2 separate regions of the Ovis aries genome follow, and region 1 is linked to region 2. A link is a contact called in public Hi-C data. All regions are on one chromosome and are shown on one strand. Each heading gives the region's core, a stretch centred on a gene start, on an enhancer-like site or on the middle of the called end of the contact. The rest is flanking DNA. Distances are from core to core; before and after follow the strand shown. Region 1 has its middle 53 kb from the start of TGM3. Region 2 holds the start of TGM3 (transglutaminase 3).

The links. A called contact is a pair of places that touch in the nucleus more often than the background predicts.
Region 1: a Hi-C map of mixed tissues shows a contact between it and region 2, with 2.4 times the contacts expected there. The contact joins the enhancer-like site here to the promoter of TGM3 in region 2. A contact is called at or near these places in 3 of 16 Hi-C or Micro-C datasets (liver and mixed tissues).

What each region holds. Positions count from the first base shown.
Region 1 is chr13:52,616,595-52,623,443 of ARS-UI_Ramb_v3.0, reverse strand. No RefSeq gene overlaps it. Among named protein-coding and RNA genes, the nearest start is that of TGM3, 53 kb to the right of the region's middle. Within about 2 kb of position 4,468, at least 4 of the 54 cell types and tissues checked have an H3K27ac peak or open chromatin away from gene starts, as enhancers often do.
Region 2 is chr13:52,562,888-52,569,494 of ARS-UI_Ramb_v3.0, reverse strand. TGM3 (transglutaminase 3) reads left to right here and starts at 2,689. Exons shown (of 13, transcript XM_004014391.5): 1 at 2,689-2,759. The coding sequence starts at 2,753.

The sequences.
Region 1 (6,849 bases), core at 3,219-5,718, 52 kb before region 2:
ATCCCTCTTGTCGATATCACCTGCCTACCCCCATCTTTGGATGGGGGAATGGAGTTTGAAGTCCACAGGGACAAGGATACTTCCTGGGCAGTCTGCTTGTGATGTCAGAGTCCCTCCTGCCAGTCCCACCCACCATCCCAATATTCCCTTGATGGACTTGGAAGTGTCCAGGCCAGCAGAGAAGCAGAGCACTTTCCCTGGCTGCACGTTTTGCCCAGGAAGGCTCCAAATCTGTTCTACTTGCTAGTGCTTCCAGGCTCCCCTGGTGTTGGTGGAGGGACTCTTGCTAGATCTGGGGAAGGAATGAGCTCACCTGGCTGCCTTCTGTGGCCGGGTTGGGGATTAGAAATGCTGGGTCTAGGTCACCTTGCATTTGGTAGGGGAACGTAAAACAAGAACTCTTCTGTTACTTCTCATAAGAGCACCATGGCCTCCTCCCCACTTGTCTTCTTCCTTTGGTCCTATGCAGTAATTGCTTGTTGAGTGACGCAGTATTGTGCCTGGCGCTTTACCTGGGTCTGAAGTGCTCTGAAATTGTACCCTTGTATGATGACTTTAGGAGTAAAGCTCAGCTAGTCTTTTCGGAACACATGGCTAATGCTTGTGTCATGTTCAACTACAAGGCTGTGTTTGATGGCTGGGCAGGTCCCTCTTAGCAGGTGCCAAGAATGCCAGGGGGTGGCGGAAGGAATGGAAAGTTCTTCCTTATTGTTTCACAGGTTTGCAAAGGTGCTGAGCTGCCCTCTAAGCAGAATTTCTTTCTCCTCCCTGGGGTGGACATTTCGTGAAGAGCCAAGAGGCTTAACATATTCTGAGTTCTTACGGAAACAATTGTATCAGACAGCAGCTTGCAAATTTCCAAAACTTTTTGGCGTGTTTTTAATCTCCAATAAAAGCCTAGTTGTCCATTATTAACACAGAACTTCCTTCCTTTAAAATATGTATTTGTAATATTGAGCTTTTGATTTTGAATTTGTTAAAGAAAGTGCTGCGACAAAATAGGTGTCCTCCTTCCAGAATGGCCTTCCTTATCTTCGGTGTGAATACCACCTTCCTTGTTGCCCACCTTGCTGATTACTGTGTCTATGAAGCCTTCCTCTCTCTTCTGCCTAGGGCCCTTGCCCTCCTCACTGTGACATCTGAACCATACCGTTATATGCCGTTTTGCTCTCTCTCCTGCAAGGGCTTTTAACTCTTGCTTTGTTTAAACCCATTTAGAGTAAAGTCCCAAATCTTTTCATGTTCTAAAGGGCCTACAGGATCCCACTACCCTATAATCTCCGCCCCTCCTCCTGCCACCTTCCCCGGCCCCTCACCCAAGCGCCTCCCTCCCCCCTCCTCCCTCTGCCTTTGCCAAGCAGACCTTCCTGATCCTTGCGATGTCATGTCAAACACACACTATTGAATGCCAGAGCCTAGAACCGTGCCTGGTACAAGAGGCACTCAATGAGAATCTGACTGCATTAATTACAGGATTTAAATAAAGTTACTCTTCTTGCCATCAAAAATGTAGTCTGTGTTTATTTTAGAACTTTAGGAAATACAAAAAGTAGGAAAACCCTTATATAATTTCACATTTAAAAGGCAAAACATAATTTACACTCTTTTTTAAGAATATTTCTCCCCTGTCCTATTTATGGTATTTTGGTTGGTTTGTTTCATATGGTTATATTTGTAATATATTTTGTGTAGAATTTTATCTTTTTATGTGCGTATGCCTTGCATTTTCCAAGTGTTATGTTTATTTTTACTGCTTCTTATTTCAAAAAGGATTTGAAGCCCTATGAGATATGGAAGAACAGTATTTCTTTCAACTGCCTGCAGCAGGCAAGCCTGTGCCTTACCCCTGCTCAGTGCTCATGGAAGCTTGCTTTTCAGCGAAGAGCAGATGCACGATTGTATCTGACTTCAGAAAGCAGCCAGGACCTCCCAGCTGTGCCCACGGCATAGTCCTTTGAACATGAGTCTGTCTCTGGTCGTCTGTACCCATCTGAATTTGTCTCTCTTATCTGGAGGAGTGGCCTCCCTCCAGGCCAGATTAGACTCATTCCCTCCTGCAGATGTGTATCTCCAAAGGTGCCGTTTGCAGGCGAAGCATGCCAAGCCCCCGCCCAGGAACTGGACGTATCTGCACCTGCTTCCCTGCCAAGCCCTGGAGGCATATATTCCGGACTTGGGCAAAACCGCCATCGCCCTCCACCCTACCCAGCGCCAGTATTCTCGGGTTGGGAGAAAACAGGGTGACATGCGTAGGTTTCTCAGAAGCCAGGGCCTTAAAATAGCATTTATAGTTACTGGTATAAGTGTTTACCTCACACTCCCTCATGTCACAGGATCATTACAAATATTGTTCTCTGCGCACACACACAGACACACACACACCCTTACCTGCCCCAGCCTACTACTGCCCCACCAGATCTCAGCTCTGATGTGACTTCCTCAGGGAAGCCTTCCCAGAACCCTGGGTTCATCGTGTGACCTATTTGCACTCATTACATTAAGCTTTTGTGTCTTTCCCCCCGCCATTAGACTGTAAGCTCAGTGAAGGTAGGGACCGTGTTTACTTTTTTCGCTGTCTCCAGTGCCTAGCCTAGAGTAGTGCTCAAGAAACATTTTTGAATGAATGAATGAGTGAATGTGTCATAGACATTTGGGCTGAGGCAGTGAGGAAGACTGGGGCTTCCCAGGTGGTGCTCGTGGTAAAGAACCTGTCTGCCACTGCAAGAGACATGAGAGACGCCGGTTCGATCCCCGGGTCAGGAAGATCCCCTGGAGGAGGGCATGGCAACCCACTCCAGTATTCTTGCCTGGAGAATCCCATGGACAGAGGAGCCTGGTGGGCTACAGTCCACGGGGTTGCAAAGAGTTGGACATGACTGAAGTGACAGCAGGCATGGAAGCACAGTGAGAAGTACAGCTTAAGAGCATGAACTTTGCAGTCAAATATCTAGAGTCAAAGCAGCTATGTGACACCGCCCCCCCCCCTTTCAGTGCCACCGTTTCCCTGTCTGTAAAATGGAACCGATCATCCCACTTCTCGGGTCAGGGTGTGGCACAGGTCAAATGAGGCCCTCGGTAAAGACTTCCAGCAAAGCCAGACTCATGGTAAGTCCTCAGTATCTGTTAGCTATTACCAGGACTACTATTTCCCACTCTTTGAGCCAATACAAGCTTTGCTGTAATGAATATTCCTTTATGTATGTCTTATACTTTTTATGAGCATTGCAATAGGTGAGGTTCCTAGAAGTTGGATTGTTACATCAGAAGTTTAATTTATTTGGAATTAATCTTTGTCAACAAATTAAGGGAGAGATCAACTTTTCCAAATGGAGACTTGTGAGAGGCCAAGGCTCCTGTTTGTTTCTGGATGCATAAAAATCAGACATTCGGATATAGTCAGTGAGGGCAAGTGCTTACTGAACCCAGGTGAAGGGTACCTTGATGGAAATCTCTCATAGTTCCTCACAGCCCACCTTCTGTCTCTGAGGCTACCTAGGGTGGCAGAGATTAGGATTTGGGGGAGCTTCTGTATCTCCTCTGCTTGAGTTATTATTCCCAGTATTGTGGGCAGGCATATTATTAATACAATAGCTCCCAACCCTGCCTTATGCAGCAATGTAACTACTCTGTCCCTCCCAACATAGATTCCGTGTCTAGATGTCCTGATGTCTGGGTTCCTGTTCTCAGATTAGCTTAACTGTGTCACAGACCTAGGACTTTCCAATCTGACCCAAGGGCTTTCCCTGCTCTGGAGAACCTCTCCAGCCTCGTGCTGTCCCAGGAGCAGGCCAGTCATGGCCTCTCACACTAGGCAGCCATCCCAACACCATCTACAAATTTCTTACAAATATGAGGGTCTATTTCTGGACTCTCTTCTGCTCTTCTAATTCTGTAGGCTAATCTTTTATCCCACTCTCATTGTTCCTATTTTTTAAAAAACTCTTGGCTCTAGTCTCACTCAAGAAATGTTGAGAATCAAGTTGTCCAGACTGTGCCCCTGCTAAAGTGCTTGTTTCACATACTACACGCTTGCCCACTGGTGCACACACATACACATTCTCACACACACTTGCTTCCACTAGAAATTTCACTGGGATTTTCCTGAACCTCCAGAATAACTTCGAGGGGATTGGTTTCTTTTCAGTACTGAAGCCTCCCATACTGGTACAGTGAATATTTATTGTTCCTTTCATTGAGATCTTTTTTATTCTCCAGTAAAATTTTATAATTCCTCTCTATGTTACACGCATTTTGTATGCTCTGTTGCCATTGTCAACAGATCTTTATTATATTTATATCATATTACAAAATAAATATACTTAGTTTTATATTTTATATAACTTTTATTTTTGGTTATTACTAGATATGGGAACAGCATCTTTTACTTTTGCTACTGGTGGTAAGAGGTGAGCTGCGACTCTGAGGCAGACGGCAAAGCTGATTTGGTTTCCATGTAACAGGCAGAGCGCTGTCAGACACTGCAAACAATTCCCAGACAGGGCCTCGAATAACCTGGGAGTTGTCTAAGGGTGTGGAGTACACAATGGCCAATAACATCTTTATTTGGTTTGGTTGCCACGTAGCATTTCATATAGGTTTAGCTTTTGCCTCATAATTACTATCCTGAGCAATCCAGATTGGTTTACAAGGCTTAAGGGAGCCAAAGGAAGCTGACATTGAAATTCTTTTTAGATAATCCACTTTTGTTTTGAAGGTTTGGTTTTCTCAGTGTGCCTTCCTTACAGCCTTTTGCACTGATCTCCCATTTTGCACTGATGATTAGGTTCACTTAGGGTTAAAGACCTTTAGTCTTTAGCCTTTATTATCAAGATAAGATTCTTGCTTGATTATCTATTTATAGTATAACTATTTTATTGAGATGTATTTTACTGAGATGTTGACACACTACACAATCCACTCAGTTAAAGTGTACAGTTCAATTGTTTTGCAGTATTTCACAGAGTTGAGCAACCATCACCACAGTCAATTTTAGAACATATTCATCATGCTATAAGGAATCCTATACTCATGAGCAGTCACTCCCAATTCCCTCTAACCCTCCTCAGCCCTAAGCAACTACTAATCTACTTTCTGTGGACTTGCCTATTCTGCACATTTCATATAAAAGGAATCACACAACATGTAATCTTTGGTGACCAGCTTCTTTCATGTAGCACACTGTTGTCAAAGTTCATCCATATTTTAGCATCTGCCAGTATTTATTCCTTTTTATTGTCAAATAACATCCCACTATTGGACATGGGTGGGTGTGTGTGCGCGTGTCTGACAACCCCGTGAACTTTAGCCTGCCAGGCTCCTCTTTCCATGGGATTTCCCAGGCAAGAATACTGGGGTGGGTTGCCATTTCCTTCTCCAGGGGATCTTCCCAACCCAGAGATGGAACCTGCATCTCCTGCATAGGCAGGCAGATTGTCTACCATTGTGACACACCACATCTTATTTATCCATTCACGAGCTCATGGACATCTGCTTATTTCTGGTTTCTGGCTATTCTGAATAATGCTGCTATGACTATTCATACAATTTTTGTGCACACATATGTTTCATTTCTCTTGGATATATATACCTAGGAGTGAGGTTGCTGGATCATATAAATATATATATATAATACACACACACACACACACACACACACACACATATATATATATATGATAAATCTATGTTTAACATTTTCATTTTAAGAAACTGCCAAACTGTTTTCCAAAGCAATTCCACCATTTTACATTCCCACCAGCACTGTACAAGGCTTCCAAATTCTCTTTCCTTGTCAACACTTGTAATTATCTGTCCTTTTGATTATAGCCATTATATAATGGTAGGTGTGGTGATATCTCATCAAGGGTTTGATTTACATTTCACTGATGTCTAAACCTATTCTGCATCTTGAATCTGATATTTAAATGCCCTCTTTTGCTTCTCCTTGAAGCTACTCTGGCTGGATTTGTGATGGGGTTTCACACCTACTTTTTCCCTGCCAATCCCAGAAATCCACACAACTAGACAATTGTTGTGTGGCCATTGTTATTCTGGCAGAAAGGTTGGGACGTTGCTAGACCCTTAGGAGTAAAGAAAGATCTAGAATGCATGTGACTCATGAGAAAAGAAAACTGGTTATTTAGATATCTCAATCAACCATAAAATCTTTGTTATAGGTAATACAAAACAGAGATAAATCAGGAAACAAACTTTTTTCCAGTAGCTCTTATTAATAATTAACTCCAAGTGTCTTGACTGAAGAAAAATGTAATGTGTCCTATCTGCCATGAAAATGTTGTCTGTAGTCTGGAAAGTTCTCTGTGAACACCTGCTAAGTGACTGAGACTCTAATGCTGGGAAAGACTGAAGGCAGGAGGAGAAGGGGACAACAAGGACAAGATGGTCGGATGGTATCACCCACTCAATGGACATGAGTCTGAGCAAGCTCCGGGAGATGATGAAGGACAGGGAAGCCTCGCGTGCTGTCGTCCATGGGGTTTCCAAGTTGGACATGACTGAGCGACTCAACAGCAACAAGATGGACTAAGATGGGCATGTTGAGAGTGGTGAGGAAGAAGCATCAGTAGTGTACTTATGACAAAGACTGCTAATCAGGGGGAAAATTCTTAAAGAGATGGAAATACCAGACCACCTTACCTATCTCCTGTGAAACCTATATGCAAGTCCAGAAGCAATAGTTAGAACTGGACAAGGAAGAAGGGACTGGTACCAAATTGGGAAAGGAGTACATTAAGGCTGTATATTGTCATCCTGCTTATTTAACTTATATGCAGAGTACATCATATGAAATGCCAGGCTGGATGAAGCACAAGCTGATATTAACATTTG
Region 2 (6,607 bases), core at 1,440-3,939:
GAAGGAAAATGACTCTGCCAAACCACACAAAAAGCCCCAGAGCCCGGCTTTCAGTCGGGGTTTCTGAATCCAGCGTGGGCATCTTTCTGCCACATCACCTTGCGGTCAAGAGTGATCAGCTACAGATCCTTCCAAGAGGAGGCCAAGGGGTCGGTGGGCAGGCACCACTGTCCACACTGTGGGTCCCATCACAAAATCTATGACACTTGGGAGTGCTTTAAGGGCAGTGAGAATACCAATAACATCAGCACTAAGGGGCTACACTGAGTGGTGCCAGAGGCGGTGCTGAGCACTTAGGTTCATGCTCTCCTTTGACCCTCCCTGAGCTTCTAGCTAAGCTTTACCGATGTGGAAACCAGGACTCTGACAGGAGGTCTATGTCAGAGCCAGAGTTTGGACCCAGATCTGTGTGATCTCAGAGTACAAGGGCAGAGCTGCCTGCCTGTCATGTGACAGGTTTCCCTGCCAGGTCACTGAAAGGGATGCCAAGGGTCCAGTTATTGGCTCTCAGGCCAACAACAGCAGCAGTAATAAGCAACTCCTCCCTCCATTTCTTTATCCCTCTCTTGAGGGCATGCACAGCCCTTTACATCCACTCATTCCCTTGGATTCACACAGCTCTTGGGTTTCTGGCAGGACTGATTCAGTGTAGTGAGACCCTTGCCCAGAGTCTCAGCCAATCCCATGGCAGGCGCCAGGACCCACGCCACACACCCAGCTGCTGATCAGGGTCCAGCTCACTTTGCTGTCACCTCTCTACGCTCTGCTCTCTTGTGGGTCATCTGCCAGAGCCAGCAGTGGCCACATTCCATGGGGTCACGGATGCAGAGCGGCCAGAGGCCTGGGAGAGGCTGACGTACCACCTCGCTTAGTTAGCCAACCTCCAGGTTAAGCAGAAAGACTCTGGAGTCGCTCACACAGGGGTGGGAATTTCTCCCTCCTGTAGGACAGCAGAAGTAATGGTACCTGTGCCATAGGACTGATCTGAAGACAAGAGAAGGTGATACATGTAAAGTGTTTAGCCAATGTCTACCCAGGTTGGGTTCTACACTGATGGGAATTATTTCCATCTTTACATCGATTGATTGATCCACTCATTCAAAAATAGGTGTGCTCCTGCCATGTGACAAGCCCATGTTCAGTTCTGAGAAGACGTGAGTAATACATAGCCTGGACCTTTTGAGAGTGAGTGATGGGGATAGACGTAATCAGATTGCCCCAGTGCAGGCAGACGCATATGGTAAGAGAGGTCCTAAAGTGTACCAAGTGCTGTGGGAGCCCAGATGACAGGGAGATGACGTGGATTTCCTTTTTCCCATCCGCCTTATTCAGTCTCATCCTTCTCAGGGTCCAGCGTTCCCATCTTCTCCCTAAAGACCTAATTGTGTCATGGTGCTTCCTTCCCACTCCAAGTCTGGCGGAAGCCTTGAGAAGTGTCCTCTCGGTCACAAACCCTTGGAGCATTATCATTGTTTTTTAAAACTCCCTTGTCTACCACAGGAAAGCTTGGAACTTGCACACAGCCACCATAGGATCTTTAGATATATATATTTCTATACCCTTAAAACAACAAACAAGCAAACAAAAAATGTAGAATGAGAGTCTCCCCCCTCTTATTTTTTTAAAACTGGTGTAGACGCTGGGCTCAGAGAAGGTCCGTGACTTGCCCTCCAGTTTTACAGACAACACGTGGCAGAACAGAATGAAGTCTTGTCACAGTATAGCTTCACTGGCCGTCCTCGCTGCCTCACTGAAAAGAATAATCCTCCCTCCCCCCACTCCCGGGAGACCCAGGTTCGATCCCAGGGTTGGGAAGATCCCCTGGAGAAGGGAATGGCAGCCCACTCCAGTACTCTTGCCTGGAGAATTCCATGGACAGAAGGGCCTAGCTGGCTGCAGTTCAAGGAATAGCAAAGAGTCGGACACAACTGAATGACTAACACTGACCCCTACCCCACATCTGTAGTTAAACTGACATCTCATTCCAGATGACAACTGGATTTAATCCATACAGTACACATCCAGGCACTTTCCACTCACATCACTTCATTTGATTACTCCCCCACATCTTGAGTTGCGAAGAGTGGGTGGGGCCTTCCCTCAACTCACAGACCAGGCTTCCAAGACTTCAAGGTCCAGTGATGGCCCAGGACCTAGCCAGCACTGGAACCGAATGTTTCTAACCACCAATCACACGCCATTTCTGGCACACAGCAACCTGTACAGTGAACTGTGATGAGTATCTCACGCCCCTCGTGCAAACGGAGACCACCGGCATGTGAGGACGGTGAGAAAGCATTAGGCAATTTTCTGCTTTAGGTTCTGCAGAGACTTTTCTTTGACCCCCAAGGGACTTCTCAGCATCTGCTCTGGACAAGCTACTTCAAGAAAAGCATTACATCATTTCCTGAATCCTGTGATCCAGGAAGTAGTTCATCTTGAAACAAATAATAAAATCAAACTCTGCGTTTTTTGTGTTTTTTTTTTTTTTCCTTATCTCCCCTCTTCTTCCCAAACTGGTCTTGCACAAGCAGGTATGACCTTCCATTGGGTGACAAGTATGTCGTAAGTGAAACGTTTACAGGCACTACAGGAATGACCTGGTGCCTCGCCTACCTCATTAGAATTCTAATTGGGGTGTGTAGGAGAGGCTTCTATAAATGGTAAGGCGATCCCAGCAAGGCAGTCAGTCTCCCCACACCATCCGTGCCCTTCCCAGCCGAGCCAGAGAGGAGGCAGAGGAAAGCGAAACATGTCTGGTGAGTGCATGACATCTTCTCTGCCAGTCCCCGCTGGACTCCCATGCTTCTCTCGGGCCGACTGAGAGGCCAGAGTGCCCAGCTCGTGACAGCTGCCTTCGGGGCTCTGACAGCTAGAGCCTGGTTTTTTTGGAAGGTTCTCTTCAGAGGCAACTCTTTCTCCATGCCTGCCTAGTCCCTCTAGTGTGGTCTCAGGGTTAGAGCATGTTTGGGACGAAGTCCTGGGTAAAGGGCAGGTTCTTCAGTGCAGCCAGAGGCATATCCCCTTAGCTAGACAGACAAGCTTTGCCCTTTCAAGCCAGTTGGCACCTGCTTCCCGTGTTTCTCAGTGTCATTTTACCAGCTGTTAGTAATATAGGCCAAGAAAAGCACGTCTCAGAGCTACAAGGGAGGGAGGGAGTGACAGCGTGTAAGTCGGTTTAACAGAAACCATCAGCAGTGCTGGAATGCTCCTAAGTAAACTACACATCCGCAAGCACTGGCAGGCTCTTTGAAAGTGACTTGATGAGTGAAACCACCAGGAGCAGAAGGAGCAGGTATGCCGAGGACAGTTCCCAAGAGCGGCACCAGGGAAGGGAGTGAAAAAGCGCTGCTGGGGAGCACGGGTTCTCTGACTCTGTGGCCACTGTGAGGACTGGGCTCTGCTTAGACAGCGCCCCTGCTCAGCAGCAGGCTAATTATTGCCTGTCGTGGGTGCTCAGCCTAGTGGGTTGGCAGCGACGCCAAATCCAAACAAGGCATGAGTCAAACCAGTAAAATATTGTGAATGGAGGTTAAGGCTGCAGGAAGGTTTGCCCAAGAAATTGCTGAGCATGATGCAAAAGGGGACTGCTGGTTACTTCAGAGATCACAAAGACCAGGACAGGGTGGCTGCAAAAATGGACTCTTCCCTTATCCTGGACTTCTTCCCATGAACGTGCAACAGTGCTGGGCTGCTAAGAAGGGAACCTTGGATTCTGCAGACTTTAGCAAGAGAGGATAGGCCATCTCCCTCCCTACTTCCCTCCTGCCAGAGGATGAGTTGGCCCTTACCTGGGACCCACAGAAATTTGGTAGCTGGGCCCAGACTCGGTTTTAGTAGCACCTCTTCTGCCACCAGTTCCAAGCTCATCCATGACCGCGGGTGAAATCTGTGACATGGAAAGCAATACTGAACCTGGTTTCTCATTTGAACTCTGTTACCAACTGCTGCTGCTGAGCCTCCAGCTCCCGATTCAAGATGAAGAGCTTGAAATGGGGGGACTTCCAGGTTCCTTCCAGTACTGACTGCTCTCTTTCATGAAAGGAAACAGGGGGCGGAGGGCGATGGGCTTCAGCAGGGGCTCAGCCCTGGGGCGTGTGCACCCACAGCAGCCTGCCCACTGAGAGCCCTGCAGGCATCCCCAGGGGCCCAGTGTGTCCATGTCTGTGACTCCTAGGGACACTGTGCTCTTAAGACTCAACTTCTGGCTCCACCAGATGCCCCAAGGTCGCAGAGAAATGTGGACAATGGTCAATTCAGAGAAAATCAATTTTTTAAAAAGAGAGACAAGGAAACATCTTCATTCCCTTGAAGCTGTCACACCTGTGGTTCCTGGCCTGTCCCAGTCATGCAGCCAGGCAGGGCTCAGTAATGAATTCCTGAGTTCCTGAATGAATGAGTTTGCTTACTGGACACTCAGGGAAGGAGCCACAAGGCGCAGCGGGAGCATAGAGATCGAGAGGGCAGTCTTTCTCCATGGTGGGTTCGCAGTGGACTGTCATTAGGTTGTGTTACATGTCCAAGCACTTACCAGGGGCCAAGAGGAGGAAGGGATTAACCCTGGGGGCGGTTTAAGGTAGGGGAGACCCTAGGCCCCAGGTAGCACCAGGTAGCACTGGTATGGATGATGAGTTGGACTTGGTCAGAAGTAGTTTTGTGGGGTGAGGAGTATTCTGGGAGGAGGGAACAGGAAAAGAAACATGGGTGGTCGGGTGCGTGTGACCCAGGGAACTAGCAGGGTTGCAGCGTGCTGGTGCAAGAGGGCTGTTTCTGGCTCCCAGGTTAAGGTTCTTGTTGGAATCTGTAGGGTGTGATTATTCCGCCTCCCAGTGGAGACGGCAGCCTGGGCTGGGGTGGATGACATGGTGGAGGAAGGCCTGGCAGCCTTCTACCCAAAGTGGTTGGCACCCTCTGCCTTCCACACACCAAGGCCAGAGCCCCACAATGGACAGACATGCAAGCTGTGGACACAGATGCTGGGCCCAGTGTGAAGGGGTTCCCCATCCTCGAGGCCATGTAGAGGCCCTGTGGCAGAGTCCTCAAGGGTCAAACATGGATGCAGACCTCTGCCTTGGGAGCCCGGCACTTCTGTGTCGGGGACAGGCGCCCTGTCCCACTAGGGCGGTGAGTGTCCCCATCAGCAGCTTATCTGGGCAGAGTGCTGGCTTCAGGACCCACCCTCTCTGGCTTCAGGCCCCAGCCTACAGAGGACCCGTGTCATTCTGGGCTGTGGGTCTGCACGTTTCCTGGGAGCTGAGAGGCTGGCCGCTCCTTCTCCATTTCCAGGCCCCCACGCTTGTGTCCCTGCTGCTCTGCTCACCTCAGATCACTTCCCAGCTCAGCCTCCACCCCGCTGGGCTGTGCTCCATAGATGGGGCAATCATTCTCGTCCCCAGGGCCCGCATGCCGGCCTGGGTGTGAGATGAAGAGAGGAAACGCTTTCCCCGTTGTATGGAAGTCGAGGGAATAAGGCCCCTCATCTTGGTAGGGGCCGAAAGGTGCTCAGAAAGATCTGCAGTCCTCCGTCTCAGCCTGTTTTCCTCCTTTGTAAATAGGAGATAGTGATTGCCCCCCTGCCTCCCACTCAGAGTGGCCATGTGGCCTGGGGGAGAGAATTCGTGGAAAGTAGCTTTGATTGCATAGTGTAAACAGACACTGTCTAGGCTTAAGGTAGTGGTTCTCAACTCCAGCTCTGGTTCCATATTAGAATCACCAGTAAAGTCTAAGAAACCAGCGCCGTCCCAGTGGTGGGGATGAGGTTAATATGAACTCTCCAGGTGGTCCTCGTGCATGTCAAGGGTTTAAGAAATTTGAAACTCTCTCTGGAAGTGAAGGGGGGCCAGGAGTCCTTCCTTCCTCTCTCATGCGAACCGTGTAATGTCGAGGCAAGGGGGAGGCTGTGGGTGTTCCCCTCTCCCTGGCAGCTTCCTGGACTTGTGCCCATTGCTACCACCACCACCTCGGCTAGATGCAGGGTGCAGCCTGGAGTGGCACATGGTCAGGCTGCACCGGCATCAGTGTGAGCTTGGGCCAGTCTCTGCCTGAGTGTGTGATGTTTGGCAAGTGATGACACTTGACTGGACTTTCAAATCCCTCATCTGTGAAATGGGAATGACCACATCAGACAGGTTTGTAACTGTGAGAGGCATATGCAAGAAAAACACTCAGCACTTTGTCTGCCCATCTGAGGTCCTCCATGGCAGCCCAGGAAAAGCTCAAACCCTTCTCTCGCCTGTGTCGCTGGTGCTATTATGCGTGGGATCCTAAGACATCTGTACCACGGACAGGAACCCAGGTGCCAGTGATGGGTGCATCTGGGGTCCCAACCAATGTCCTACAAGGGAGGATATTCAGTTTCACTGTTCCCTTCTACAGAGAGGCTGAGACCTTGCTCAAGGCTGCTCGAACCACCAGTTCAGGGCTCACTCAATTTTGCCCTGGCACCCTTGCCAGCCCCTTGCTCAGTGCCCCCCAGGGAACCCCTATTTCCCCACCACCTGAGCACCAAGAGATTGTACCACCCATGCTGCACAGGGGTTGAAAATGTCTGAATGCAGAGGAAAGACGAAGGGAAGCAGCACAGGCTGGAGAGAGAAAGAAGAGACTG